Linked DNA regions of Mus musculus: regions 1, 2, 3 and 4 are each linked to region 5. Evidence: chromatin contacts called from public HiChIP or PLAC-seq and promoter capture Hi-C data. All regions are on one chromosome and are shown on one strand. The core of a region is the stretch at or near the end of the contact, and the rest is flanking DNA. Distances in the headings are between cores, read along the strand shown. Region 1 holds the start of Tmed4 (transmembrane p24 trafficking protein 4). Region 2 holds the start of Camk2b (calcium/calmodulin-dependent protein kinase II, beta). Region 3 holds the start of Ogdh (oxoglutarate (alpha-ketoglutarate) dehydrogenase (lipoamide)). Region 4 holds the start of Nudcd3 (NudC domain containing 3). Region 5 holds the start of Pes1 (pescadillo ribosomal biogenesis factor 1).

Region 1 (3,708 bases), core at 1,140-3,639, 2.3 Mb before region 5:
GTGTAAACCTGTGTACTTTGGGCTGTAACTTGCCAGAGTCACTTCAGTTTATGTCTGTAAATGTTTGGCTCCTTCTTGAATGTAACTGCAGAACTATGATGATTCTGTACCTCACTGTGCACATAAACACTACCACCTGCTTTGTGCCACCGTGAAACATGGGCCAATAGACACTTATTCCTAAAGTACTATCTATAAACTTACTAAAGTCGATTGGGATCAGATGAATGTACTGGTACGTTAAAACAGTATCAGACACGGCCTTAGCGCCAACTTCCTTGAAACTTCTGGGTCATGAGAACAAAGTAGCAGAAGAAGCTAATGTGCAGGCTGAAGCGCGAGAGAAGAAAGATGAAGCAGAGGTCCAAGTGCAGCCATGAAGCCTGTAAGAGCAGATGCAAAGGATGCTGAAGGCCAGGACACTGCACACGTTGTTGGACTGTCGATAATAAATCTCAGTGGCCCTTGAAAGTCACCTCACCAAGATCACCTGGGAAACTGACTTCCTTTCTTACATCCCAAACAGTCCTGCTGGCCCTCTGCCCTGGACCTTTGGCATTCTGGACTAGTTCTATTCTCACGTGTGACCAAACAAACAGTATCAGAAACCAAGGCCTGAGAACTTACCAAATGTGTCACACTGAGCCAGGGTCCAACATCCTTACCTTAAGCCCACATAGAGGAGCACTCCTAGCCTGGCAGTGAGCAATCCCAGCACTTGGGAGGCAGAGGCAGGCAGATATCCATGAGTTTGAGGCCAGCCTGGTCTACAGAGCAAGCTCCAAGCTAGCCAGGGATACAGAGAAAAATCCCCACTCCCCCAAAACAAACAAAAAACAAAACAAAAAGAAAAAAGAAAAAGAAAAAAGGAGCAGTCCTCACACTGCCATGGCAACTGCCCTACTGACCTGCTTTCTTATTATGGGAGTGTGTTTCAGGGATTGGCAAGACAAGGCCCTCCTGAACATCCCCCAGCATTCAGCTCAGCTGGGTCTCTGCTGCTATTCATTTCCTTGGTTCATTTGGACCTAGTCCTGAACTTCGTATTCATGGTCCTGTGATCCTGCATTTCAGTTCTGCTTCTGCTTGGTTCAACTCTATGTCTCTCAGCTCTGAAATCTTCAACAACAGCTCTGTGATTAGTTCAGTTAATCTAACAGAACTACCACAGTGCCTATTGGCTCTATGCCTCTGCCTCCCATTAAGACCTCTTTGAACTCCTTGAACTATGTTGCATCCTTTTAAACCTTTTTGTAAGGCTTCTCTAACACACACACACACACACACACACACACACACACACACACACACACACAGTCCTAGCTTGCTTTCTGTTGCTCTGATAAACACCACGACCAAAAGCAGAATGGGAGGAAAGCGTTTATTGGTTTCTGGGTTACAATCCATACCGAAAGAAGCCAGGGCAGGAACCCGTGGCAGGAATGTGGAGGCAGAAACTGAAGCAGCAGCTATGGAGAAGTGCTGCCTACTGGCTTGCCTCTGGCTTGCCTCTGGCTTTCTCAGCTACTTTTACTATACGACCCAGGACCATCTGCCCAGGGATGCTACCACCCATAGTGGGTTAGGCCCTCTATCAACTAACAACCAAGAAAATGCCCCATAGACAAGCTCACAAGCTAGTCCAATGGAGGCCAGTCCTCAGTTGAGGTTCCCTCTTCCCTGTTGTGTCAAGTTGACAGTCAATGCTAGGTCATACACATAGACATAATCACTATATGATATATAATGTATGACTTGATAGTAATTAAAACTGGATAAAAGAACCTGTTTCAGTTGGCGGTAGCTCAGTTGGTAGAGTGCTTGGCCAGCTTGCAAGAAGCTCCATCCTCAGCACCCAGCAGCGTCAGGTGTGATAATACACTGCTCAGGAGGCTGTGTAAACTAAGCTATCTTTGAATTTATTGTGACTCAATAAGTCCTGCAGTTGTGAAATGACACAATGTGTTCTCTTCTGTAGGGTGCTCAAAAGAAAGGTTTATTTTACTTCAGGTGCTGGGGACCAGAAGAACTCACGCTGTTCAGGTTAACCATCTCAAGTCGCCTAGCACCCTTCCCCGAAAAGTACGCTTGCTTCTCCTTACACAGAGCACAGGCGCAGAGAGGTGCCTAACAAGGGCAATCAAGCCTAAAGACAAGGGACAGAAGCCCTGGGCAGCTTCATTGGGCCGGCCTTTTCTCTCTGTAAGGCTAGTTTACGCTAGGGGACGCTCGGGCGCAGAACAATGCAAGCTTGGGGTCGGGTGTACAGCGGACCGGGTTTCGAAAGGGAGCTGAGGGACTGCGACACTGCGCAGGCGCATGTTCCGTTTCCAAGCGGGTGCGCAAACGCTGAGCAGTGCGCAAGTGTGCGCATGTGCAAGGTTGAGGCGCAATGGCAGGTGTTGGGGTCGGACCGCTGCAGGGGATGGTGCGATTTGGGCTGCTGGTGCTTACTGTGTGTGCTGCGTGTGCCCGTGGGCTCTATTTCCACATCGGCGAGACTGAGAAGCGCTGCTTCATCGAGGAAATACCCGACGAGACCATGGTCATCGGTCAGGGGGCTGAGGGTGGAGAGGCCCTTTGTTTTCAGCTGGCCCTTGGAAGCACCCCTCCTTCCCTGTCAGCTCGACCCCATCCCGAGGGTGCCTTGAGGGCACCAGCTCCCCTGCACAGTGCCCTGGGGCCACCTCCTGGGGGCTAGGTTGTGACTGTGTGTCTACTCTGCAGGCAACTATCGAACTCAGATGTGGGACAAACAGAAAGAGGTGTTCCTGCCGTCGACCCCCGGCCTGGGCATGCATGTAGAGGTGAAGGACCCGGACGGCAAGGTAAACCCCCACCACCTCGCTAAAAAGGTTCTAGCTGGCGCCAGCTGTCCGTTAATGTCTTTATGGGATGGAAAATACCGCCGTGGTCCTGAGAAAGTCCCCAGGTACCAGGTCCCGCATTTTAAGAGATCGTTGTAAAATTGGGGCTTGATGCGTGTTTGCAGGTTGTACTGTCCCGGCAATACGGCTCCGAGGGCCGTTTCACGTTCACATCCCACACACCCGGTGACCATCAGATTTGTCTTCACTCCAACTCCACCAGAATGGCTCTCTTCGCTGGAGGCAAACTGGTAAGAGGCTCATCAGCCTTAGAGTTTCTCACTTGATACCAAGGTTGATTTCTTGCTGTCTTTTCTTTTTTCTTTTAACTTTGCCTTTCTGGGGGCAGCAAGTGGGTACAGTTAGAACTGGATGTCCTTCTTCCTCATTCAGCCAGAGACAAGAATCAGACTCCATAGCGGTAACAGACGGTGGGTGGCACCCCCGTCATTTCGTCCTGTTTCCTTGTAGCGTGTACACTTGGACATCCAGGTTGGAGAGCATGCCAACAACTACCCCGAGATCGCTGCTAAGGATAAGTTAACAGAGCTCCAGCTTCGAGCTCGCCAGTTGCTTGACCAGGTGGAACAGATCCAGAAGGAGCAGGATTATCAGAGGGTAAGGGACTTGAACTTGGAGGCTGTACTTGACCTTTAAACCCACTGTGCAACGTGGCTGCTGGGGACTTCTCTACTCGGGAATGTGGGAGTTACCAGTCAGTCTACATAGGTGAGGTTTGGGTTTGCTTTTCTTTCCTCGATTTCTGTATATGTCTACAGTGGCAGGGTTGGACGTTAGGCAAGCTCTCTACCATTGAGCCACACCTCCAGTCATGTGTGTG
Region 2 (3,679 bases), core at 447-2,946, 2.1 Mb before region 5:
CTTTCCCGAGTGCTGGTGGAAGGGTGTGTGACTTGGTAGCCTAAAGACAGCCTAACTCCTGGAGGGGTGCAATTGGGTTTCGTTTGTTTTGCTAATTATATTCTGCTGTTCAGCCCTGCCTCCTTCTCCCACCAAAGCTCAGAAAGAGCCAATGCAGCTGCCCTCAGCAGCACTATGGGAGGCGACATCAGCCCCAAGAGCAAGCCTGGCCTACACCCTCACCCCACTCTTCCCGTGCCCATCGCATGGCCCAGCAGCGCATGGTCCAGCGTCCCCATCTAAACTCATACTTTTGGGGGGGCACAGTAGAGTTTCCCTTTCTGCTTGGGGCCAGGGTTCCTATTTTCTCAGCCAGACACTTGTAACTGGGACCTGCACTTGCCCATGCCTGTCTCTTGTTTGCTAGCTGTTTGCTTTCTGGTGGGGCTAGGTCTGTACAGGGACTTGCCAGGAGGCCTAGCTTCCCCTGGCAGCACTCTGTCAAATGTACCTTTAGGAAGACCTCTAGTAGCTGCCCAGCAGAGACCCCTCATTCTCCTAAGAAGACACTTGCTAGACTAAGAAGATCCTGCAGTCCAGGGCTAGTCTTTGGTTGAGATCTGAGTCCATCAAATCTGCTCTTGGGGATCAGTAAGTGGGAAGAATCCAGAAGATCGCCGAACAGTGCCGCCCAAACTGGCTGCAAAGTCCCCCCAGAGGGGCCTGGCTCCAAACACCAAGAGTCAAATCGGGGATGCTGGTTGGGGGTGAGGAGGGGGCCTTGTGGAAATCCACCTGTGCCCCTGGGGGCCTGGCTCCAAACACCAAGAGTCAAATCGGGGATGCTGGTTGGGGGTGAGGAGGGGGCCTTGTGGAAATCCACCTGTGCCCTCCTTCTTCAGGGCCACTTTCAAGAGACTGGAAAGAATGGAGGCTCCTTTTCCTGGCCAGGGCAGAGGGAAAGGGCTGCCCAGGCTATCTGGGCAGGATGGCTGTGAGCTCTCAGAAGTCACAGGAGTCCCTGAAAGAGCTGAGCAGCCCACGTTTTGCTGCCTCAATCTGCACTCCGAATGTTCACCACAGGCAGAAGACATCCTAGTTGCCAGTCCTAGGAGAAGCAGGGAGAGACTCGGGACCACCTCCCTATCCATTTTCTCTCATCCCATTCAGCCTAGGAGACTCGTGGGCAGCTCTGCCACGAATAGGAAGGTGGGAAGGGTCTTATGAGGGGTATGGGGAATGGAGGAGCCCAGTGGAGGGCGACTCCCAAATGGGGTGCAGTTCCCTCCTGCAGTCTAGGGGAGGTGGGCCTTTAGGGGATAAGAGTCTGGGTTCACTGTTCAACTGCGGCAGCAGAAGAGTCAGCCCATTGGCTTGTCCGTGCAGGGCGCGGGCCTAGAGGGTCAGACGCAGTGCGTGGGCACCGTGTGGTGCAGCCCATGTGCTGGGATAGGGCGCGAGCACGGGTGGGATTGCATGGTGCGGGCGCAGTGCGGGTGCCGGCGCGGGCGCGACGGGCATGCGAGGGGAGCCGCGGTGCGGGTGCAGGGTGCGGGCGCAGTGCGCGTGCAGGCGCGGGCGCTAGTGCAGGTACAAGGCGCGGGTGCGGTGAGTGTGCGGGTGCAGGCGTGTGTACGGTGCGAGTGAGGCGCGTGCAAGGGGCGGCGGGCGGGGCGGGCGCGGCGGCGACAGCGGCGCCCGCGCCTCTGCGCGCGTAGGTGTGCGGCGCGCTCCTGGCGGGGACAGAGCGAGCAGATCTCGCGTGCGCTCGCCGCCCGGCGCAGCCCAGCCCGGCCCCCGCCCGGCGCCGCGAGCCGAGGTGTCTCCCGCGCCCGCGCCCGTGTCGCCGCCGTGCCCGCGAGCGGGAGCCGGAGTCGCCGCCGCCCGAGCGCAGCCGAGCGCACGCCGAGCCCGATCGCCACCGCCATGGCCACCACGGTGACCTGCACCCGTTTCACCGACGAGTACCAGCTATACGAGGATATTGGCAAGTAAGAGCCTCGGCGCGCGCGGGCTGTCCGCAGACCCCGGGGAGCAGGGACCCCATCGCCGCCCGCCTCGCGCGCACTGCGGCCCCGCGCGCCCCCGGCTCCTTCCAGCTGCGGGCCCAAGCGCACAGCCCCGTGCAGCCCCGACCCCCGTGCCTTGGGTTCTGGGCCCCGCTCCTCCACCGCAGTGCTTACGGCCCTGCCGGGTGCCATAGCTTAGCGGGGACCGGGACTCAGGGACATGGACGCGGCGCGGCGGGGGCGGCAGCAGGTGTCCCCCGAGCGCCGGGCAGACGTGACGCATTTGGCGGCGGGGAGGTCAGAGAGGAGCGGCACCCGGGGGCGGCTGCCAGGCCTAGAGTGCCCGAGGGGTCGGTCATGGCCTCAGGGGGTCGTCTCCGGTGTGGGCACGCTGTCCTCACCCCCACCCGAGAGGCGGGCGGCAGCGGTAGCGGACCCGCTCCGCGCCTGCTCCTCGCGTGGCCCCATCTGCTTTGGGGGAGCAGCGTGGGAGCAGCTTCTGCCTTGGGTCCCTTGGGGAATCTGGGTTCTAGAGGATTTTCCCCCCAGATTCTTCTGGAAACAAGAACTTGGAGGGGGTGGACGAGGTCAGAGAGCCAGGATCAGGCCGTGGAGTGGGGGTGGGGGTGAGAGAGTGAGGAGAGAGAGACAGGGAACCAGTTGGGCCTCTGATTTCAGGGTCATCGAGGCAGAGAGAGGCTGGCTTCTGGACCTTTTTTTTTTTTTTCCTCCTGTGGTGGGAGGGCTGAGGGGAGGGACTCTAAAGGCGTATTTCTAGTAGGGCCTCGTGGGGAACAGGTGCCCTGGCGCCAAGACGCTGCTCCGCAGTACAAGCAATATGGGGGTGAAGCTATGATTGTGAACGTCCAGACCTGGCTTTGTCCTAGGGTCTCAGAAACAGCGAAGCCCCTCAGGGGCCTGGGGCTTCCCTCTGTGATTTAAGGTGACTGCAGGGGCATCCTTAGGTGCTGGCTGCTTAACTCCAGAGCTGGATCTTCCTTCCCACTCCCTCTCCCCTCCCCCATCCGTCTTGTGCCGTGGGGGCGCTGGCGAGATTTCCTCTTACACATCCAGCCGCAAATCCTTTTTTTCCCTTTACTGAAAAAGCGTCTGAAAGCTTGTGGTGGGCGAGGGACGCTGATCACTGATAATTGTGGAGTGCCCCGCTGGAGGAGTGTGGGGGTGTGTGCATTCCCCACTCCTTCCTGCACGTGCCAACAGGATTTGGGTCAGGTCTTGGGGGGCGGGGGTGAGGAGCCAAGTGGAGTGACAGGAGGAAGTCTATACTGGATGGGAAGGAACAAGGCTGGGTGGACCCGGACAGCCATCCCAGCCTGGAGAGCTCAGCGCCCTTTCAGCGCTGTGCCTCACGCTTGCAGGCGTTGAAGAACCTTCCAGTAGCCTGTGGGGGCATGCTCTGTGAGGAAGAGGTGGTGGGCTGGGGAGTCCTCAGGTGGAGCTAAGGCAGCCTCGGGGTTATGGGGGCCAGCCCTGCAGCTCACAGATCCTCTGATGCCTCGAAGAGCTCTTCCGAGCCAGGTTCATCCCCCCACAGCTGTGTGCTGCCAGGGCAGGTGGCAGCAGTGGGAAGCCTCTCCTTCCTAGGGAACCTTCTTGTCACCTTCTCCTGTATGCCCAGGGGCTTGTCTCCCACCCTAGGCCTCTTGGTATCTTCTGAGCAGTCCACATGA
Region 3 (3,629 bases), core at 462-2,961, 2.3 Mb before region 5:
ACATAAATAATGAGAAGATCAATCTGCCTTAGAGATAAGCAAGACTAAATGTGTATATACCAAGAAAGAAAGTAGGGGCCTGCAAATTGGACCAGTGTCACCAAACCTGATCACCTGTGGTCAACCCCTAGAAAGATGAAAGATGAGAACCAGCGCTCACAAGTTGCCCCGTGACATCTACACAAGCACTGTCACGTGTGCACATCTCCCTACCTACAAATAAATGTAACCTTTTAAATTAAAAAAAAAAAAAGAAAGAAAGCTGCATAGTATGTGATACAAAATGACAAGGATAGAAAAAGAGAAAAAGACAATTATAGTGTCACTTTCCTAACGCCACCTACTAATCTACCTGGTTCCACCTTCAAGGGCAAGGCTAGAGGATCAGACAAACAGAGGAACTCCAACGGTGTCCTCTGCTCAATGTCAGAGCACAGGATACACAGACACAAGTAGGGCCTGTAAGGGCAATGAAATCCACAGAAAAGCTGGGGGAAATTTTTACTTCTATTTTTAGTTACACGCTTCTACTTAGGGTGATGAAGACCAGTTGCACATTCGCAATAGCTTCACTATATACAGATAACACTTACGGACGTAGAGACCTCCATCGAATACAGGTTGACCCCACTGACCCCACTTGGGCCTGTAGAGGTGTTCCTTGAGTGACCTTTTGACGTCAAGGATCTAAAACTCCACCCTCCAATGATGCTTAACGCCGCCATTTTCTGATCTTACAGTCAGGAAGTTGAGTTACGCATGCGCACAACACCTAGCCCGTCACTTCTCATTACCTTTAATCCCTTTTCCACACCTCACCCTGCTCCTTCACCGTGTAGATACTCAAATGCCCTACACTCCGCTCTCCTGTCTTTACATGGTATCCACGTGAGGATTCTTGCCGAACCTGTCACTTCAGAGACTGGCACACTGCTCGGTGGGCAAAAGAAACATGATCTGGTAACTCATGCGAGGGCACAGTAGCAGGCTTCCCAGTCACTCTGGGTATAACTCACATCTGTCACACACTCTCGCGAGGAAAGCGGTGCGTGGATGGTGTTTCTAGGGAAACCAGTGTCACCTTGGCCGACAGCCTGGTTTACCTCATACCGGCAGGTGGGGCTGCCGCAGGCACCAAGGTCAGCGCCGTGTCCGGGCACGGCGAACACAAGGACGGCGGCCTGCTGGGGTCAGCGCACGCAGGACAAAAGAACGCGCGCGGGCCAGAGGGAGCGACCGGTCCACGTGACACGCCGCGACCTTGGGGCTCTCCCGGGCCGCCAGGCCACCTACTCCCTAGCCCGCCACCTTCGCGGCTCCGCCGCCAGAGCCAATAGCGCTCGGCCCCCCGACCCCCGGCGCAAGTCCGCGTCCGCCAATCTCCGCCCGCCTGGAGGACCCTGCCACGCCATTGGCTATAACGTCTGTCCGTCAGGTCTCGTCCCCCGCCCACCATCGCCGCCCTCCGCCAGCCCGGCTCTGTCCGGCTTCACGCCCGTCACTCAGGCACTCCGGAAGCAAGGACGCATAGGCCTCACCCTCGGCCGCGAGCTCCGGGTGTCAAGCGCCGAGCCTCCCAGCCCTGGACGGAGCCCGTCTGCCGCACAAGGTTACCTGTCTCCCGTTCAGCTCCACCCGAGTGAAGCGCCGACACCACTCCGGGCTCCAAACTCTCAGCCCCGCCCCGGCGTGTGGCGTCAACGCGTAGCCCGGCCCCAGAGGAGCGGCCTGCAAGACAGGCTGTGGGCGTGACGTGACGTCACAGAATTGGGTTTCAGTCGCTCGCTCGGGCTTCGCGCCAATGCAGAACTTTGCATCTGGCCAAAGCCAGCCTGTTGCTCACTGTCTTTCGGCTGTCATTAGCAGTTACACGGGAGACGCTTCCGAAGCTTGTTAAGAACCTGGTACATTCAGGGCGTGGGATGCCGTCTGATAATTGAAGCGTTTGGCGGGCCGAAGCAGGAGCGCTGCGACTTTGAGGCCCACGGGCTTTGTATCCAAAACAAGCTGCCCTAAATAATAGTTGGGTTGGTAAAATGTATCCCTGCACAAAATAATTTGAATAACATGAGTGACTATTTTGAACACTTGTTTTGCAGCAGTCCTTATGAAGATTAGTTAGCGAGGTCTAATGTGACTTGGTTGTCATGCGACTTGGGTGTTCCTGCTAGTATTCTGACAGGAAGCTGTGCTGGGGTCCCCCTGGATCTTCCTGGCTCCAGAGCCTGCTCTAAACAGACAAAATCCACTAGTTAACCTGTTACACTTCACTAATATGAAATGTTCCCCGTGTCAAAATGTTAAGCCAGAGCCTGGCTGTGTGAGTGCACACCTTAAAGCAGAGCACTCAGAAGCAGAGGCAGGCTCATCTCTGAGTTTGAGGTCAGCCTGGTCTACAGAGAGAGTTTCAGGGCCACATAGAGAAACCCTGTCTTGGGAAACAAAATAAAAAACTAACAAAAATATTCAGCCAGATTTTGCAGCACACACCTGCAATTTCAGAACAGAGAAAAACTGACCAATTGGGAGGTCAAGATGGGCTACATAGAGTTCTTGTGGGCAGCCTGGGCTACACAGTTGGATCAGGTCTCAAAAAGGAGAGTGGTTCATTTCATACTCATGTCTTTTGTTGTTGTTGTTTGAGACAATGGCATGTAGCTGAGGCTGGATTCAATTTCATAATGTAGGCTGACCTTGCTCTGTTTCTTTTACCTGCATATACCAGGTGCTAGGACTATAGCTATAAGTCCCATGCCCAGCTTCATGCTCATGGCCTTTAACTCTCCGCTTGTTTCTCTTTTTTAGCAGAGTAGTTTTTGATGGACAGCAATACAGACTGTCAGTTTATCCTTGCTATGTATGGCAAATGGCACCAGTGCTGGATGAGCTGGCTGGAGAGTCCTTTTGCTCTACTGAAATAGAAGTCACAAGTAGTCACAAGTATGCCAGAAGCTCTTCAAGCTTTGGTAGCAGTGATAGGCCACAGTACAAGGGCAGAAGCATCAGCAATGGTACACGTGAGTTGTCCTCCCATGGACCTGGGGTATATCGTCCTAAGAAGCCTAAGGGCTAAGAAGCCAAGATTCCTCAGCCCACAGTTAGAACTTGCTATTGCAGCTTAAATGTGGCCTAGGTACTCAAATCCCTCTATCCAGATTGCATAAAGAGTTATAGAGGGGCTGGAGAGATGACTCAGCAGTTAAGAGCACTGACTTCCAGAGGTCCTGAGTTCAATTCCCAGCAACCACATGATGGCTCACAACCATCTGTAATGGGATCCAATACCCTCTTCTGGTGTGTCTGAAGACAGCAACAGTGTACTACTGATAAACATAAAATATCTTTAAAAAAAAAGTTACAGAGATGTGTCAAGTCTTTATGGCTAAGGGCCTTTTTTGTTTGTTTGTTTGTGTGTTTTTTTGAGACAGAGTTTTTCTGTGTAGCACTGGCTGTCCTGGAACTTACTCTGTTGACCAGGCTCTGCCTCCCAAGTGCTCAGATTAAATGCGTGCGCCACCACTCCCGGCTATAGCTAAGGGTCTTATAGCCCACACTGTAATACTGGCTGATATTGAGTGCTAAGGAATCCTGCTTTACTAGGCCTATACAAAAGGCTTTCTTTGTGTTAT
Region 4 (3,233 bases), core at 168-2,667, 2.2 Mb before region 5:
CAAAAGTAAAATCAGTATTTTGCTCTGTGTGGTGGCATATATCTTTACTTCTGCACTTGGCAGGCAGAAACAGGCATATTTCTGTGAATTTGAGGACAGTTTGGTCTATACAGCGAGTTCCAGGGCAGCCAAGGCTGCAGAGTAAGACAATGTCTTTTAAAAAAGTTAATTTGTAGATGTTAGTTAGTCTAGTAGAGATGAAATTCATTAAAATCTTTTTTGTTGTTGTTGTTGTTTTTTTTCCGGTCAGGATCTCCTTGCAGAGCCCAAGTTGGTCTTGAACTGGCTATGTGGATGAATAAACATTTCTGGTTCTGTCGCCACCTTCCCAGTGCTAGGTTTACAGGTATGGGTTACTACACAGTTTATACAACATTCAGGACACATTAGTCACACATGTGGGTTACTACACAGTTTATACAACACTCAGGACACATTAGTCACACACTTTACCAATTTAGCTACATTGAATGAAAAAAAAACAAAAAGGAGGACATGATGGCTTCTAGGTATGGTGGAGGAGGTTTATTGTAGACAGGAGGGAGCAGACAGCCAGAAGCAGAGGCATCTGGGAGAATTCAGGGTGGAAGTGGCTGTAGAATGAGCTGGGCCATGTGAGAAGGGTTAGGGGAGAGGGTAGAAGAGACCTGGAGTCAAGAGGCCAGGAGACCAAGAGGCCAAAGGGTAAAAAGGACCTCATAACCAAAATGGCTGGGTTACATAGGAATCAGAGAAGCTTGGGGAGGAAAAGGCCAGCTCAGACTCTGGACTGGAGAAGTTTAGGGTAGAGGTCAGGATTAGTATGCCAGCCAGAAGGATCCTGTACCAGAAGGTACTGAGGGAGACTGGTGGCCAGAGTCTGCTTTGATATTTTATTAGGCATCTCAGCCATTTGTCTTCGGTTTGTGACCTAGCATATGTTCCTAATCTGTCTGTCTTTCGTCTCCCCCCAACCCTCTTCTGAGACTGGGTTTGACTCTATAGCCCAGGTTGGCCATGATTTGGATGCGGGGATTACAGGTATAAACCACAGATTGATTGTGTGTCAACCTTACATAAACGTTTTCTTAAAATGTCTATATGCACGTATTAGTAACGGCACGTGTATACACACATGCTATACATACGGATGCACACACACATATTTACAGTATCATACTTCTTTTTTTCCTTCACTGAGCTTTTCACACTTTTCTTGTCCTTTCAAGTCACCTTGAAATCTGGTGCAACCTTCTGAGTTTCACTCATAGCTCTGTTAATAGGAATTCCATACAATTCTACAATATTCCTTTTCCGTTCCCTCCGCTAACAAACAAAATGTGGTATTATAAGAAGGCGCACCAGACACCTACGCAGGAATTCAATCCAGAAAGAAGAAAGGCTCCCAGACCACGTGACACCTCCAGGGACTACGTCAAGTGGCCGTCACCACAATGCTTCCGCCCTCTTCAAACATGGTTGGCAAGCGCTCTCCGCATCGTGACCATGGTTATTCTTGCATGTAGGAACCGTACTGAGCGCATACCAATCTCCTTTAGGCAAGTGTCGCGGCGGAGGAGATCCAGCAGAGCCGCAAGAACGACGATCGGTTACCGCCGGTAGTAACAAGCGCGGACCGGAAGTTCCGCGTCTTCGCTGTCCGGGGGGAGCCGTTAGGCGCGCACGCCGGAAGTGGCCAATCAGCCGGTGTGAGGCGGTGCCCACTGTGTTCGCGTCCCTCGGGCAGCAGAGCCATGGAGCCCGGGGCTGCTGAGCTTTATGACCAGGCCCTGTTGGGCATCCTGCAGCACGTGGGCAATGTCCAGGACTTTCTGCGCGTGCTCTTCGGCTTTCTCTACCGCAAGACCGACTTCTACCGCCTGCTGCGCCACCCTTCGGACCGCATGGGCTTCCCGCCCGGGGCCGCACAGGCCCTGGTGCTGCAGGTGAGGTGGAGAGAGGCGGCGGGCCGTTGGGGTCCAGCAGGTCCTTACCCCAGTTCCACCTCCCAGCGCCAGAGGTGCCCCGGCTCGCGTCCTACGTCTGGGAACTGCGCCACTCCGTAGCCCACCCTTCAGGGTTTGTGATTCTCTCTGGGGTGCCACCAGGTGATTTGAGTAAATGGCCAGGCGTTATCTGACCCACGGATCCGTTGGCAGGAATGCGCTTCTTTGGGTACAGGCTGGGTTTGTGCGGGAGATGCTTAGGTGTTGGACCTGTCAGCCTGGGTTTGAGGGCCTCCCAGCGCCCTGTGGGCATCCCCAGAACGGTGCAAGGGGCTTGTTAGGCAGGGTTCAAACCGTGCAGGCTGTAGGAGGAGGACTTTCACAGCGGGAGAAACTAGTAGATTTCAGAATTCCCGGGCTCGGAGGTGGCAGGAATGACTGGTATGTATTGATTGGTGGGTGTGGCCTCTTGCCAGTGACTTACTAAGTTGGTGGACAATTGTAATGTTTACGAAATTTACATTTGGATTAAAATTTATATGTCCTAGGTTATATTTATTGTTTTTGAAGCGTTACTAATGACTGACTCAAGTTGTTTGGACACCTTTTTAAAAACTGTTTTCTTTCGAGACAAGATCTTGCTGTGTAGCCCTGGTTGACTTGGAACTTGCCAGGTAGATCAGGATGGCTTCGAACTTATGGTCCTCCTTCCCGACGCTCCCGCGCTGGGATTGTTGACATTGTTGAGTTAGTAATAAGCAAACATTTAATGAATATATTTAACACTCTCAGCTGCGGTATAGACTCTGATGGTATGGATATTTAAATAATGGTCTGTCTACTTTTGACACTGTACAGAGAGTAAAGCACAGACACTAATAGAGAGCTCTGCTAGTTCTCTGTGTGGTAGAGCTCTTTGGAAGGAAGTGATAGAAGTGGTAGTTAGGAAATTGAGACAGTTTTGTAGGAGACGTTGAAGTAGGTTTTGAGGGGCGTGTAGAGTCTGATTCACAAACCTATAAAGTGCTTCATGTCACCTTTGCTGTTTGTTGACCCCTGCATCAGCCCCAGACAGGGCTTTCCTGTGTAGCTCTGAAGTCCTGGAACTCACTCTGGCATCAACCTCAGATATCTGCCTAGGATTAAAGACTCGAATTGCCACCACCTGGCTTACCTTCCATCTTAATCTGTTCTGTGGGCTTGTCAGGGGTTACTTTCTTCAGTTCCTCTCAGTGGAAGAAGCCAAAGCTTAGAATGTTCTAGTAACTCTTAACATAATGACCATGAGGTGATCAGTGGGAAGGTTTG
Region 5 (3,743 bases), core at 839-3,338:
GGGATCACTGGGGAAGAAGGAACTGAAAACCTTCAAGAGCCGAGGATCAGGAAGTTTGCTGAGATTTGTGTCTCCAAGGATGTCAGAAACTACACCCAGAAAGTCTCTCAACATGGCTGCCTAAACATAAGCTGAACAAGGACAACAGACTTGCTAACATGGATAGAAGAAAGGCCAAGAGATGTGAACCCTACAGGCAACCAATACTGTGAGTGGGAGAAACAGTATTACCCAGGGAAGAACAGACCAATTAGCTATCCAATACCAAACAGTCAACCCTGACGCTGACACACACTGACTGACACACACACACACACACACACACACACACACACTAGTATATAGCAGGTGTATTTATGTATTTAGGAACATATATATACTATGTTATATAAAAATCATTTTAAAAAGAGGCCATGAATTTGAAGGAGAGCAAGTGAGAATATATGGAAAGGTTTGGAGGGAAAGGGGGAATAATGCAATTATAGTCTCAAAAAAGTAATTAAAGGGGCTGGGGAGATGGCTCCGTGGTTAAGAGAACTGGCTGCTCTTCCAGAGGTTCAGAGTTCAATTCCCAGCAACCACATTGTGGCTCACAACCATCCATAATGAGATCTGATGCCCTATTCTGGCATGCGGGTATACATGCAGATAGAGCACTCATATACATAAAAATAAATAAAAAATAACTTTAAAAAAAGTAATTAAAAACAACAAAGCAGATTGTTACCAGAAACTTGCAAGTCAAAGGAAAGACTTGAGCCCATCTCATCTTCTTCATTCCTATCCCAAAGTTACTTCATACCCACAGTCTCCTTACAGAAGCAAGAATAACTCAGATCAAGTCACTTACTTTCTTTGTCTTCTCCACTCAGAATAAGTTCCAGCCTCACATGATACGGCCCCAGCCTCACCTAGACAGCACCTCACTTATTTACATCTCACAGCCATGCTACTGTCTGTCCAAAACCCTGCACACCACCTGCCTCTCTTTCCTACTGGCCGTGGAATTCACTTCTGTTTTCTCTGCTAAGCACTTCTGAATGAAAAAAGAAAAACAGCAAGCTTTCACATTAATTATGATTAAGAAGCTTAAACTTGGGAAACAAGGTTGCATAGGAAGAAGAAACTGTCTCTAATCTGAGACAACAGAGCTAAAACTGCACTGACTTCTGCTTTTAACCTGCTCACCCTTTCCCCTTTTCTAAAGAAAAAAAAAAAAAAGGTCATTTTCTCCCTTGAGAATTGAGCACCACCAATATCACACGGATAGCAAGTTCCATCTGCTAAAGATAAAACTATCATAACCAGAGCCTGTAAAGGAACAAAAGGGTCATCCTAAAATATAAGATTGTGACAACGCCTAACCCCATATAAACCATCAAACACAGAGACGGCTAAGAGACGGCTGGAAGCTACAGCTGCACGCTGATATTAGTCTCTCCTTTCTCTGAGTGCCGAGAATTCTCTTAGGGGAAGGTTGGGGACCATCCACACTTCCCAACATTTTCATGCCCCAGACTAAAGTGTTCTTTAAGTACTGATTTCCACTAAAATGCTACGTCAGAAGAGGACCTACAAGACAACACTAATCGGATTAAGCGCCTGTTGATACTCTCCACTCTACTGCTCCTCCCTCCCTCCCTTTCTCAGGAGCGCACTTAAAAACCCTTAGCCACTTTATCTGAAGTTGACACTGGGAAAGCGGGGCCGCATCTGACTGCTTACTTCTCAATTCCCAGTACCTAGGACCGGGCCTGGCTCAATTAAGAAAGTCCCAAGTCTTGATAATGAATTCTACGTCCCGTTGGTCACTGATCACTCTTTTGGCGGCTCCGCCTGTCTCCACAACTCCTTCCACAGAAAGCCCGTCACAGTTCTTCCCGGCTTCCAGGGGCCTACGTGCAGAAGGTTCGCTCCGGCGGCCGTCTCAAGACTTCTCGGTCCCCAGAGGCCAGGGAAAGTGATAAAGCCGGAGCTCCGACCTCCGCTGGAACTCACTCACCTTCTTCTTCTCCAGACCTCCCATAGCTCCACGTTGAGAAATTCAAGGCAGCCAGAACACCAGAGCTACTTCCTCCCGCACGTGCCCTGCCTAGGGCCCTGAAGGACCCCACGCCGCCAGCTGAGGGCTGTCTGAAAATATGCCTGTACAAATCCAGAGAAAGTTGTGCTTTTGGCGACCTCGTTATTTACAACCAAATTCTCTAAAGCTCAACAATTGTGGTAGTTCTTTCAGTTCTTTTCTTAGTTACCAAAATCTATAGACAAGCTTTAAAGCAACATGGAAATTTAGGCAGTTTTATAAGCACCCTAGACACGGTTGTTTGAGCACGCGAGCCCCAGTGCATTTTGGGATACAGCAGGACTGAAGGGATGGGAGACAGACAGCCCGGAGCCTTCTGGGATTCAGAGAGCTCTGTAGTTTGGCCTCTAATCCAGAGATCCGCCTGCCTCTGCCTCCAGAGTACTGGGATTAAAGATGTGTGTCACCACGCCTGGCTGATGTTTTCTTTAAAAACCAAACCAACCAAACAAACAAACAAAAACAGAAATGCTCACTAAACCTAAAGCTACTAGTTTTTGTAATGCTAGGCCAGTGAGTTTAAGGGAGTTCAATTGTCATGGCAACGGTTGCTAGGCGTTGTAAACCCAGCTGACCAGATTTTGCCTTGTTGACCTTAGATTCAGCTGCACCTAGTTTGTTCAAGTTAGAATAAAATAGAGCAAAGGCCGACCTTTGACCTCCCACGGACACGGAGAGGGTCTAAGGAACTGCTTATATTTGGGGAATGAGTTGAGGCAGAAGGGACGGATCTCTGTGAGTCCGAGGCTAAGTTCCAGGACAGCGAGGGTATTGAGTGACGCACTGTCGAAACAAAACAAAAATGAAAAGAAAGAAAAATAATGGAAGGCATAGCATGATGGTGGTGCCTGTAATCCCAGCACACAGGAGTCTGAGGCTGGGAGAGCACAAGTTTCAGGCCAGCCTGTGCTAGAGATAGTGTTTCAAAACAACAAAACCAAGAAAACAAAACAGGACTGAGGAGATGGCCCAGTGGACAGAATTCCTGACATGCAAGCATAAGGATATGGAGTTCAGATCTGCAACACACACATAAAAGTTGTGCGCACATTTAAAACATATCATTCCATCTATAAAGATAATTTTTAAACTTATGAGATCTGATGATAGGTTTAAGTCAGTCTTAAAGGTGGTAATTTCATGTTTATAAAAAAGTTAAAATTTATGACTTTTTTATCAATTTCCTTTAAATTTTATTACTTTTACTTCAAAATGTTAAAAAAATTCTTGGTTTTCTGCTTAAAGTCATGTATAGCTGAAATGTAACTTTGAAAGATGAGTTTAATAAGAATGAACATTCTCTTTATCAGTATTTATAAGAGTGGTTTTGTATACTTGATACAGTAAGCATATTTATCTCTTTAAAAAAGAAACTGTGATTTCCATATGTTGAATATATATTTATACTAAAATAAAGTACCAAAATCCAAAAAAAAAAAAAAAGTTGTGTGCAGGCACTCGGAAGGCAGAGGCTGGTGAATCTCTGAGTTCTAGGCCAACCTGGTCCTCAGAGTGCGGTCCAGGACAGCCAGAGTCACAAAAGAAACCTTGTCTCAAGAAAACAAAACAAAAGTTGCAGTGGGGGCTGTAATACCAGATCTGGTAGGAGAGAGAAGGGAATCACTAATTTGGACATGGGATAATTGGATCCCTTAAGCTC

The links. Promoter capture Hi-C pulls out the DNA fragments that hold promoters and counts their contacts. HiChIP or PLAC-seq counts read pairs in DNA pulled down with a chosen protein or histone mark.
Region 1: a contact with region 5 is called in a promoter capture Hi-C map of pre-B cells, with 5 times the contacts expected there. The contact joins the promoter of Tmed4 here to the promoter of Pes1 in region 5. A contact is called at or near these places in 3 of 39 promoter capture datasets (embryonic stem cells, liver and pre-B cells), 1 of 115 datasets of contacts at active chromatin or transcription factors (acute myeloid leukemia) and 1 of 9 other capture datasets (adipose tissue).
Region 2: an H3K27ac HiChIP or PLAC-seq map of embryonic stem cells shows a contact between it and region 5, with 31 times the contacts expected there. The contact joins the promoter of Camk2b here to the promoter of Pes1 in region 5.
Region 3: a promoter capture Hi-C map of pre-B cells shows a contact between it and region 5, with 3 times the contacts expected there. The contact joins the promoter of Ogdh here to the promoter of Pes1 in region 5. A contact is called at or near these places in 3 of 39 promoter capture datasets (the C10 cell line, liver and pre-B cells), 1 of 484 Hi-C or Micro-C datasets (B cells) and 1 of 9 other capture datasets (liver).
Region 4: a contact with region 5 is called in a promoter capture Hi-C map of liver, with 6 times the contacts expected there. The contact joins the promoter of Nudcd3 here to the promoter of Pes1 in region 5. A contact is called at or near these places in 1 of 39 promoter capture datasets (liver) and 2 of 9 other capture datasets (adipose tissue and macrophages).

What each region holds. Positions count from the first base shown.
Region 1 is chr11:6,273,518-6,277,225 of GRCm38.p6, reverse strand. It overlaps Tmed4 (transmembrane p24 trafficking protein 4), which reads left to right and starts at 2,389. Exons shown (of 5, transcript NM_134020.1): 1 at 2,389-2,552; 2 at 2,728-2,828; 3 at 2,993-3,118; 4 at 3,339-3,485. The coding sequence starts at 2,393.
Region 2 is chr11:6,063,765-6,067,443 of GRCm38.p6, reverse strand. Camk2b (calcium/calmodulin-dependent protein kinase II, beta) reads left to right here and starts at 1,696. Exons shown (of 21, transcript NM_007595.5): 1 at 1,696-1,970. The coding sequence starts at 1,906.
Region 3 is chr11:6,289,679-6,293,307 of GRCm38.p6, reverse strand. Ogdh (oxoglutarate (alpha-ketoglutarate) dehydrogenase (lipoamide)) reads right to left here and starts at 1,711. Exons shown (of 23, transcript NM_010956.4): 1 at 1,615-1,711. It overlaps Gm46270 (predicted gene, 46270), which reads left to right and starts at 1,045. Exons shown (of 1, transcript NR_168687.1): 1 at 1,045-3,491.
Region 4 is chr11:6,198,635-6,201,867 of GRCm38.p6, reverse strand. Nudcd3 (NudC domain containing 3) reads left to right here and starts at 1,417. Exons shown (of 6, transcript NM_173748.5): 1 at 1,417-1,925. The coding sequence starts at 1,734.
Region 5 is chr11:3,962,320-3,966,062 of GRCm38.p6, reverse strand. It overlaps Pes1 (pescadillo ribosomal biogenesis factor 1), which reads right to left and starts at 2,088. Exons shown (of 15, transcript NM_022889.3): 1 at 2,003-2,088. The coding sequence starts at 2,026.